Regions from separate parts of the Macaca mulatta genome. Here region 2 is linked to region 1. The links are chromatin contacts, called in public Hi-C maps. All regions are on one chromosome and are shown on one strand. Each heading gives the region's core, a stretch centred on a gene start, on an enhancer-like site or on the middle of the called end of the contact. The rest is flanking DNA. Distances are from core to core; before and after follow the strand shown.

Region 1 (5,093 bases), core at 984-3,483:
GTGAGCATTCGGAGGGCTGATCAGCATCCGCACACCCCTCCTATTGAGGGGCAATCCCATTCTGTGAGCTGTCATGGGAGCCAGGGCCCCTCCTCCCACCTCAAAGGCTAAAAGGGGCAGCATTCCTTCTCCCTTCCTGGGCATCTGGCTGACCCTGCCAAAGATGCAGGGACAGGAGCCTTCCCTCCCTGCTACGGTGCCCAGCACCCCTGCCCATCATTACAGCCGAGGCCTGCGGAGTTGTGGCAGGGCCTGCATTCAGCGATGCTGCAGCCCAATAGTGGTGGTGACCACAGTCACCTCCCAAGACTGTCCCTGGCTGTGGCTGTGGCCATCCAGACTCCTGGTCAGCTCCCTGAGCTCCCCACAATACTCCCAAGGACTCCTTTTCTACTTAGTCACCAGGGTTGGTTTCAATTGCTGGCCACCTCCCTTTGGGCCCTGGCCAGGCCTGTGGAGCTAGTCCTTTCCAAGTGTCACAGGTGAGTGACTGTGTGTGAGCGACAGCAGGTCAGTGTGATAGATAACCTGCGGTCCATGTAGGGAGATGGTGCTGTACCAAGAAGCTGCCAGGACTGAGATGTTAACAGGGGATGTGACTTGCTAAATGACTGTGCTGGGACGATGGTTTCAAGAAAACTGGAAACCTAGGAAGCTTGGTGAGCACCCACTTGGATCTTCCCTGGCCTGGCAGGGCCTCCCCCTGGAGGGATAGCCCTGCAGCTTCGCCACCAGTGGGCAGGCTCTGGAAGGGCCTGGAGAGGAGAGGGGTCCCCTAAACACACCCCGCCCTAGGGCCTTAGCAGACAAGTGCTGGTGACCTATTATTTGTATTTATTGTAGTAAACAGTCACTTTTAGGCCAGAGGCTCACGCCTGTAATCCCAGCACTTTGGGAGGCCAAGACGGGTGGATCACTCGAGCTCAGGAGACCAGCCTGGCCAACATGGCAAAACCCCGTCTCTACTAAAACTACAAAAAAATTAGCCGACAGTCGTGGCAGATGCCTTGTAATCTTAGCTACTGGGGAGGCTGAGGCAGGAGAATCTCTTGAACCCAGGAGGCAGAGGTTGCAGTGAGCCGAGATCGCGCCACTGCACTCCAGCCTGGACAACACAGCGAGACTCCATCTCATAAAAAAATAAAACAGTCAATTTTAAGAGCAGTGCTCATTTCACCCCGCCTCTACCACACCCTTGGCAGGGCGGCTTCACAGGTGCCCTTCCTGTTGTCTGGGACCCTTTGCCAGCCTCCTCACCACCTGGCCACCCTTCTTTCCAACCAACAACGTGGCGCCTCGGTTCCTCCAGGTTCCTCCCTGCCCTGTAAAACCCCTGGCCTCCTGCCAGGCTCAAGAAATGCCCTCGGATCTTTTCCGTGCTTTCGCCCTGCAGGAGACACTGCCTAGGTCCCGCCTCCGTCATGCGACGGAGACTCATGGAGTGCCCACGCAGGCTGGGCCCGAGCAAGGCTACCTCACCGCCGCCCGCCCACCCACCCACCCCCGGAGGCTGAGGCAGCGCCGAGCTCAGGCTTCCCTGTCTCCCTCCTGCCTCCGCGCCGGCCAAGCGTACAGTGCTTCGGCCCCTGGGCTGCGCCCGCGCTCCGTCCTCCCTCTCGGGGTTGGTGCGGGTCTCCCAGGCCGGGCCGGGGCGCTGGACCGACGCCCACAAAGCGGCCACCGCCGCAGCGAATTGCCCGCTCTCCCTTCGGCTTTCACCGCCCAGAAAGCGGCGCCTCCGACCCGGCTCTTAAACAAGGGCGACTTTTATTATAAAACCCGGGGGTGCTGCGGAGGAGCCCGCCCCTCACTGCGGTCTCAGTCCTCCTCCGGGAGGGCGCGCGAAGCCGGCGACCCCGAGAGGCCGGGGGTGGGAGGCGCGGGGGCAACTCAGCCGCGTGGAGCCGCCCGGGGCGCACCCTGGCCCCAGCAGCCCCGAGTGCTGTCCTGGTTGCGCTGTGGCAGCCGCGGCCACGCCAGCGCCAGGGCCCCTCCCGCCCAAGACTGGTGAGGCGGCGGGAAACGGCGGGACTGGGCACTGCCCCGCCGCGGGACGGCTAGGCCGGGGCTCTTCCGTGCGGCTCTCGGCGGGACTGCGGCCGCGGAACAAAGGGGCGCAGAGGTGGGCGGGGGGTGCATCGCAGGCGGGGCGGAGCCTCGGTGTCCGGAGCTGGGGTCTCCTCACCCCCGAGCCGGGCGGGGTCTGGCGGCCGCGCCCCTCCGCGGGCTCCCCAGGCGCCCAGCCGCGCGGCAACGACAACAGCCACCATTTCCGCTCCCCGCCCGCCCCTGCTCAGCGCTGGGGGCGCGAGGGCGCTGCTCGCCCGATTCAGAGACCAGGTGTAACTACTGGTGCCACAGAAGTTCGGTGTTTCCAAGATGTGCTTCCTTTTTGTAGCGAAGGAAGCGCGGCCACCAGGCCAGGTCACCCCAAAGTGCAGGGTCCCCGGGCCGCTGTCACCCCCGCCCGGCTGCAGGCCCCGACGCTCCGCGCTCCCCCCTGCTGCGCGCGGCGGCCACCAGAGGGCGCCCGGCCGCCGTCACCCCGGTCCTCCCCCGCCCGGGCTGCCGTCACGCTGATCCTCCTGCGTCCCGGCCGCCGCCACCCCGCCGAGCGCGGGACCCAGGTCGGACGGGGGAGGTCAGTGGCGGGCCCGCCACCCCCCGGCCCCTGCGCGGGGGGTCTGGCACTGCTGGCGGCCGGAGGGACGATTGCGGGGTCCCTTTCCCAGACCGGAACCAACAGAGGCCGCGGGCCAGAGAACCGAGTTGGGTCGCCGTGTGACCTAGGGGCAGCTGCTAGCCTGCGTTGTGCCTCGGTTTCTTGCCTGTGAAGGGAGAGCAAGCACTGCCCGTCTGTGCATTGGCCACGATTCCCAAGCTCCCCCAGGCTGGCCGTGGGGGAGAAGGCGGCCCCGCCGCCCCTGAGGCCCTGCGTGGGAACTGTCTTAGCAAGGGCAGTGACAACGTCCTACTACCTGCCTTATGGCTGTATTTTAAAAGAAGGTGGGAGCCAGGACCCCTCATTTCCAGGTGCACCACCCTCCAAAGCTGTGATCTTGCCACTGCTCAATACGAGCTTGGAAAATGATGAACAGCCCTGACTTTAAGCATACTCGGTAAAAGGAGATCTGTCCCAACAAGCAGAAGCTGATAGTTTGCTTGAAAAGGGATTCCTCCACTTACAAAATAATTTGCAATGGGATTTTTCTCATTGAGTAAATTGTAGGCAAATCACCTGTGTAAATGAATATTTGTAACAGGCCAGCGAACTTGGAAATGAGTCTTACTGTAAAATAAATACTTCTGTGGTAAAAATGGCTCCAGGGCCAAGGATGGGCCTGTGGTTCAGCTGGAGTATGCTGCCGGCTCACCTGATGGGCACCTAGGACATTCTCTAACGGGCCTCTGAGCCTGGTTCCCTCCCATTCCCTCTGCAGCCACTCCAGTAGGGAGTCCAGGAAGATTCTACCCCTCCTTGGCCAGAGGATGCTGAAGCTGCGCCCCTTCCTACCTGTTTCCTCTCTTGTGCCCCATCTCCTAGGGGAGATCCTTTGCTCCACTAGGCTCGGCTGGAAGAGACCTGTAGGCCATGCAGGGAGCACCCTCACTGGTCAGGCACCCAAGGTGTGCCAAGCATGGCCTCCCAGGCTGTAGCTTTACCGGGAGTGGGTGCTCCTTGTGAAGATTCTGACGATGCTTGTCCCACGGGCTTGGGAATTCCCACCCTCACTCAACCGCAGCATTGCCAAACTCAGTAGGGCATCTCTCTGGGCACAGAGGGATGGAGGAAATGGCCACTGAGGCTCCAGAACTGCATGGGAAGTCTGGGCCATGTCTTGGCCCACCAGCCTCAGCTCACCCTGGCCATTCAAGCCTCAGCCTTCCTGGGGCCCCTCAGTTCTGGGGAGGCACCCATTAGCAAATACCATTACTCACTTGCTGCTTTTGAATCTCCTGAACATTGGCAGGGCACAGTGGCTCACGCCTGTAATCCCAGCACTTTGGGAGGCAGAGGCAGGTGGATCATTTGAGGCCGGGAATTCAAGACCAGCCTGGCCAACACAGTGAAACCCCATCTCTACTAAAAATACAAACATTAGCCAGGCATGGTGATGTACACCTGTAGTCCCCGCTACTTGGGAGGCTGAGGTAAGAGAATCACTTGAACTAGGGAAGCAGAGGTTGCAGTGAGCCAAGATTGCACCACTGTACTCCAGCCTGGGCGAGAGCGTAAGACCCTGTCTCAAAAGAGCAAACAACAAAAAACAAATAAAACAAACAAAACCCAAAAATCAATCTCCTGAACATTGTGAATTTTTTATTAAATCCAAAAAAGCTGGTGGAATGAGCACAGGCTTTCCACCCTCTCACCTGCAGAAGAGGCGGAAGCCAGTGCTGGTTTGATGGAACCCCCTTCATTCCCATTGAGGTTGGAAAGCTGCCCCTCCCCAGCAGCCTGGGCCTCCCCTGGGGTGATGCTCAGGCCTGCCCTGGCACGCATTGAGGGTAGAATCCTGAGAAGCCTATGGGGAGGGGCGCCAGACCTGGGGCGTTAGGTGGGAACCACCCAGCTGCCTTCATTACAGCTCCGGGGCTGTCCTTCCCACCATCCCTGCAGCTTGAGAGGGCTTAGCGCCCATTTCAGAGAGACAGGCTTCATCCTCTGTGCACAGGCAGAATGCACCTCGTGCAGCGCATTGCCTCCATCCTTTTCTGTTTATTCTTCATTCATTTGTCCTACCCACAGTTCCTGACACTTGTTTGGAATCAGGCTCTCCAGCAGGGGTGAGGGCAGAAACATAAAGACATTTTTCTAGGGTTCATGGAGAGTGATTCTTACTTCCTCATACTGGGGGGCTAGGGGGGACACTCTGACTTCACCATTTACTAGCTGTGTGACCCAAGCAAGGCAAGTCACCCAGCCTCTCTGAGACTGTTTCCTCATCTATAAAATGGGACCAAGGGGGCCTTGCCCAGAGACCTCCACTGTGAGTCTTGGCCATAAGTTGTGAAGGGTTCCGGTGGAATGTTCTCTGGCCACAGCAGAAAGACAGCCTGGGGCTCCGGGGACTGTGGAGATAGGCCAGACC
Region 2 (5,093 bases), core at 1,544-4,043, 72 kb before region 1:
ACTGCCCATTATGTCAATTTAGCCAGCACCATGTCACAAAAGTGCAAGGCCAGAGGGGGAAGGAGTCCTATGTTGCCTGACACAGGAAGTACTTGGGTAGTGGAGGAGAAACAAGGTTTGAAAGAAAAGAAAGAGCTAGTAAAATTCTTCCATTGCTTTTCCTCCTCTGGGGACGTTGCCTATAGGCACACAGAATGGTCCAGCGTTTGACATACTGTTGTAGGCTTTCCTACAATACAGCTTCTAACAAAACTAGGCTGTCCTGAACCCCTGGTAATAGAATTGCTTACCTTTATACCAAGAAGGCTGGGAAAGCACCAAAATCTACTGTGGTGTGTACCCAAGCAGACTTCAAGGGGTTCGTGCTATAAGACCCAAAGTTCTTATGAAATTGTCCAAAATAAGAAAAACCGTCAGCAGGGCCTATGGTGGTTCCATATGTGTTATATGTGTTCGTGACTGGATCAAGCACGTTTTCCTTATCGAGGAAAAGAAAATCATTGTGAGAGTGTTGAAGGCTCAAGCACAGGGTCAGAAAGCTAAACAAAAAATGAAGGTTTTTTGAGTAATTAAAATTAGAAGACTTAAAAAAAAATGCTTCCAACCATCAGAAGTGAAAAATTATAAGGAGAGGGATCAATTTTCTCAAAGCCTAATCAAAATGAAGGTTCTCACTCACTGAGAATCTAAGTCATATCTGCAATTATAACTGCACCATACTTCTGTTTTTATGTGAATCATGCAAAAGGGAATAGATTAGAATCCCTATGTTTATGGGACATAAACTTATAGTTGTACTACAGTGAGTCTGTCTGTATGTGAAGTTATATGTCTTATTCACCATAATGGATCAGATCCTGTCTAAATGTAGCCTACAAATCTTGTCCTGAAAAAACTCTCTAGGGCTTCAGTAAAAACCACACACAAAATTGTCACTGAAGCAGCCAAACAGCCATAAAATCTCATAGCACATCTATGAAACTTGAGAGAGGTTTCCCAAACTGAACAATAGCCCTAAAAAAGTACATAACAATATCAGTAATGAGTTGTGATGCTGAAATAAACTTATAAACAATTATTAAGAAACAAATTTAATCAGCCATACTGGAGAAAAGACTGATCTTTCTCTTTTCTTTACAGAAAATTACAAAATAGGCCGGGCACGGTGGCTCTCACCTGTAATCCCAGCACTTTGGGAGGCTGAGGTGGGCAGATCACATGAGGTCAGCAGTTCGAAACCAGCCTGGCCAACATGGGGAAACCCTGACTTTACTAAATTTACAAAAATTAGCCGGGCGTGGTGGCGGGCACCTGTAATCCCAGCTACTCAGGAGGCTGAGGCAGGAGAGTTGCTTGAACCCAGGAGCAGAGGTTGCAGTGAACCGAGATTGTGCCACTGCACTCCAGCCTGAGTGGCACAGCAAGACTATTTCCAAAAAAAAAAAAAAAAAAAAAAAGTTACAAAATAATTGTTGTAGGAAAAGGCAATCAAAAGTACGCAGCCAAAACAAAGGTGGGAAAAATGATCATAAATGGTGCTCCCAAAGTCTGGAAACACAGGTGAATATACATAATGTCGGGGGAGACTTCAATCTTTTAGAAAAAAATTGGTTTCCCGGCTCTCAGAAGCCCTGTAGAAGAATATCAGGCAGTCAATGAAAATATTACAGTTATGTGTGCAGTTTGTGGGTTTTGTTAACTTTTAAAATGTCATTTGTTATTTCTTTCTCTTTCTAAATATACATTCACTTTCCTACCCTTCTGCACATTTCAGGCTCCCCAGCTCCCACTGGTCCCGAACTCCCCTCCCCCCGCATCCTTTCGGATCCCAGTTGCTCCAGGTGGGCGGGTGCTACCACCCCCACCGCTGGGTCATTTCAGTACCTCCTAATTTCACCTTAATGGATCAGATCCTGTCTGAATGTGGCATACAAATCTTGTCCTGAAAAAACTCTCTAGGGCTTCAGAGAATAACTGAAGGGGTGAATAAGCCATTTCAGTACCTCCTAACCAGAGGAGGATGATGAAGGGAAGTTAGAAACGAAGAGAGAGGTCTTGAATATCCTACTCTCAAAACTTACAGAAGCGTATACTGCTAAGGCCACTCTAAGGGCCTTGGGAGGGGCCACTGTAAGCAAGGGGCCCTGAAGCTTGAGCTTCATTAACTCTATGGTAACTTTTTGTACTCTTTCCTAATGAGGGTCCCCACAAATTGTATGAGCTGCGCTTCCTGCAAAACCAGGATCAGCCCCGTCTGCAACCTCAAAGTCACTGAATTTCTCTGCAGTCTCAGTTTCCCCTTTTTAAAAAATTGGGAATTTGCCCTGCATTTCCTTAGAGTTGCTGTGAAGGCCAAACGAGATTGTGGTGGGCAAAAGAGCTCTGCAAACCACGCAAACCCCTGCAAATGTGAAGGGTCTCTGACCTGGAGGGTTGGGTGCTGGCCAACCTCGTCAATCCTCCCTGCTCCGACCCCCGCGCTGGGATCCACTGACCCCGCCCCTGTTGGGCACTGACAGCCGCAGCACCGAACCGAGGGGTGGGGGTGGTAGCACCCGCCCACCTGGAGCAACTGGGATCCGAAAGGATGGGGGGGGTGGAGTGGAGGTCGGGACCAATGGGAGTTGGAGAGCCTGAAAGATAGTCGCGGAGCCGGGGCAACTGATGGTTCCGGAGGGGGCGGGGCACCAAGCCTCAGCCCCTCTCCCGGAGCCCTCCAGCCTCTTCAGCAGCGGAAGTTCCGGTATCGGTAAGCGGAGGTCAGAGGTCATCAGGAAGTCGATACGTGGCCGCCGCCTGTCCCCGCCGAGGAGGCGCAGCAGCCAGAGATGGCGGCGGTGCTGAACGCAGAGCGACTCGAGGTATCCGTCGACGGCCTCACGCTCAGCCCGGACCCGGAGGAGCGGCCCGGCGCGGAAGGCGCCCCGCTACTGCCGCCACCGCTGCCACCGCCCTCGCCACCCGGATCTGGTCGCGGCCCGGGCGCCTCAGGGGAGCAGCCCGAGCCCGGGGAGGCGGCGGCTGGGGGCGCGGCGGAGGAGGCGCGGCGGCTGGAGCAGCGCTGGGGCTTCGGCCTGGAGGAGTTGTACGGCCTGGCACTGCGCTTCTTCAAAGGTGAGCCGGCCCAGCCCCACCCCTGCCGCTTCTGCCCGGTCCCGGGAGCCCGGCACGGGCTGTGGTCTCCAGGGTGACTGGACCAGACTTACCCTCACCCACTCATACTGGGCCGTGGTGACTCAAGCGGGGTTCCCTCCTTGGGGGTACACCAAGTTTGTCACTACCTGCTTGGCCACTAGGTCACACCCCTGACGAGCCTGCAACCTTGGTTTAGCAGTCATGTCCCGCCTCCCAGAGGTTACTGGGGCATTTTACCTGATTTAGCTTCTGGGATTTCCAGGAGCCAGGGTGGAAGAATGGGCCCACTTTCTTCCAAAGGATCCCATTCTGGGATTGCCTTGTATTATTTTTTTTTTACTGACTCTTTTCTTTTCCTGTTTCCCGTGGCTTGTCACATCAGGACCCGCCGATTTTTACCCTTAGTGGAAGAAATCTGTCAAGAGGTTCCGTATATAGCCTTTGCAGCCATTCTTGGGAACCATAAACTCGAATAGGACTTGATCCCCAGGCAGATTGATGTGGCAGAGAGGAAGTAAAATGTTAAGCTCATCATCCCCTCCGGCTTGTCAAACTCTTGAGGAGGGATGTCCACTATGTTCTAGTAACTTCTAGGTGGTTAAAATTTACATTGTAAGCAATGTGCAAGAGTGAATTCTCAGAGTAAGGCCTAACAGTACCTTCTGTGCTTTTCGCATGATTAATTGTTAAATGTCTCTTGTCTTAGAACAAGATTGTAGTGTGCGGGTTTTTTTTTTTTTTTTTTTTTAATTGGGTGATTCACTTAGTCAAATAGTGGAGAGACCAATCACATGATTTTTGTCAGTGGGAAAACCTGATGAAAAGCCTGTTAGTTTGATTCTTTTTTTTTTTTTTTTTTTTTTTTTTTTTTTTTTTTTTTTGAGACGGAGTCTGGCTCTGTCGCCCAGGCTGGAGTGCAGTGGCTGGATCTCAGCTCACTGCAAGCTCCGCCTCCCGGGTTTGCGCCATTCTCCTGCCTCAGCCTCCCGAGTAGCTGGTACTACAGGCGCCCGCCACCTCGCCCGGCTAGTTTTTTGTATTTTTTTAGTAGAGACGGGGTTTCTCCGTGTTAGCCAGGATGGTCTCGATCTCCTGACCTCGTGATCCGCCCGTCTCGGCCTCCCAAAGTGCCGGGATTACAGGCTTGAGCCATCGCGCCCGGCCAGTTAGTTTGATTCTTAAAGATACTTAGTCTTTTAGGGCGAACGGACAGGGAGGGACATCAGCAAATGAAACTTTAAAAGTGGTTGCTAGGTTCCACGTACGTTCCAGAACGTATTTATGACACTTTCCCCTGAGGTGGTACCTTTTGGAGTACATACTTTACTAGCCGAAATTGAGTAGTTCAATGTAATGATACACACGGAAGTTGTTTTCTCTCAAAATAACTTTAATCGTGCAAACTAGTGAAAGTTTTATAAATTCTCCAGAACATTTGATCATTTCACATTCAGTGACATATTCGTGGTCATTGCACAATGAGTAGCCCTCTGTGTACTAACTAGCTTGGGGAATTGGTAATGGCTAGTGGGTTTTGGATCATTTGACTTTTAGATCACTGGCTTGAATTTAGAGTTTGCTGTAGTGATGATATATTACCACTTTATAAAAATCAGATGGTTTCTGTACAACTCATATAGCTACATTCCACTTGAAATTTTTATTCTTGGAACTTATTTTTCAGTAAAGTATATTGTAGCAGAGAATAAGACTAAAAATGAACTTTTTGTTTCTGTTTTTGAGCTGGAGTCCTGCTCTGTTGCAGGACTGAGGGAGGCTGAGGCAGGAGAATCACTTGAAGCCGGGAGGCAGAGGTTGCAGTGAGCGAAGATGGCACCATTGTACTCCAACCTGGGTGACAAGAGCAAAATTCCGTCTAAAAACAAAAAAGAATCGCTTGAATCTGGGGGGCAGAGGTTGCAGTGACCCGAGATCATACCACTGTACTCCATCCTGGG

What was found. A called contact is a pair of places that touch in the nucleus more often than the background predicts.
Region 2: a contact with region 1 is called in a Hi-C map of CD4 T cells, with 6 times the contacts expected there. The contact joins the promoter of ACBD3 here to the enhancer-like site in region 1. A contact is called at or near these places in 4 of 14 Hi-C or Micro-C datasets (CD4 T cells, blood, fetal cortex germinal zone and 1 more).

Annotation. Positions count from the first base shown.
Region 1 is chr1:83,854,666-83,859,758 of T2T-MMU8v2.0, reverse strand. No RefSeq gene overlaps it. Among named protein-coding and RNA genes, the nearest start is that of H3-3A, 66 kb to the right of the region's middle. Within about 2 kb of position 2,233, at least 24 of the 40 cell types and tissues checked have an H3K27ac peak or open chromatin away from gene starts, as enhancers often do. A contact at or near this core is called in CD4 T cells, blood and liver, where this site is marked.
Region 2 is chr1:83,927,416-83,932,508 of T2T-MMU8v2.0, reverse strand. It overlaps ACBD3 (acyl-CoA binding domain containing 3), which reads left to right and starts at 2,793. Exons shown (of 8, transcript XM_001091471.5): 1 at 2,793-3,114. The coding sequence starts at 2,829. It also overlaps the pseudogene LOC114677327.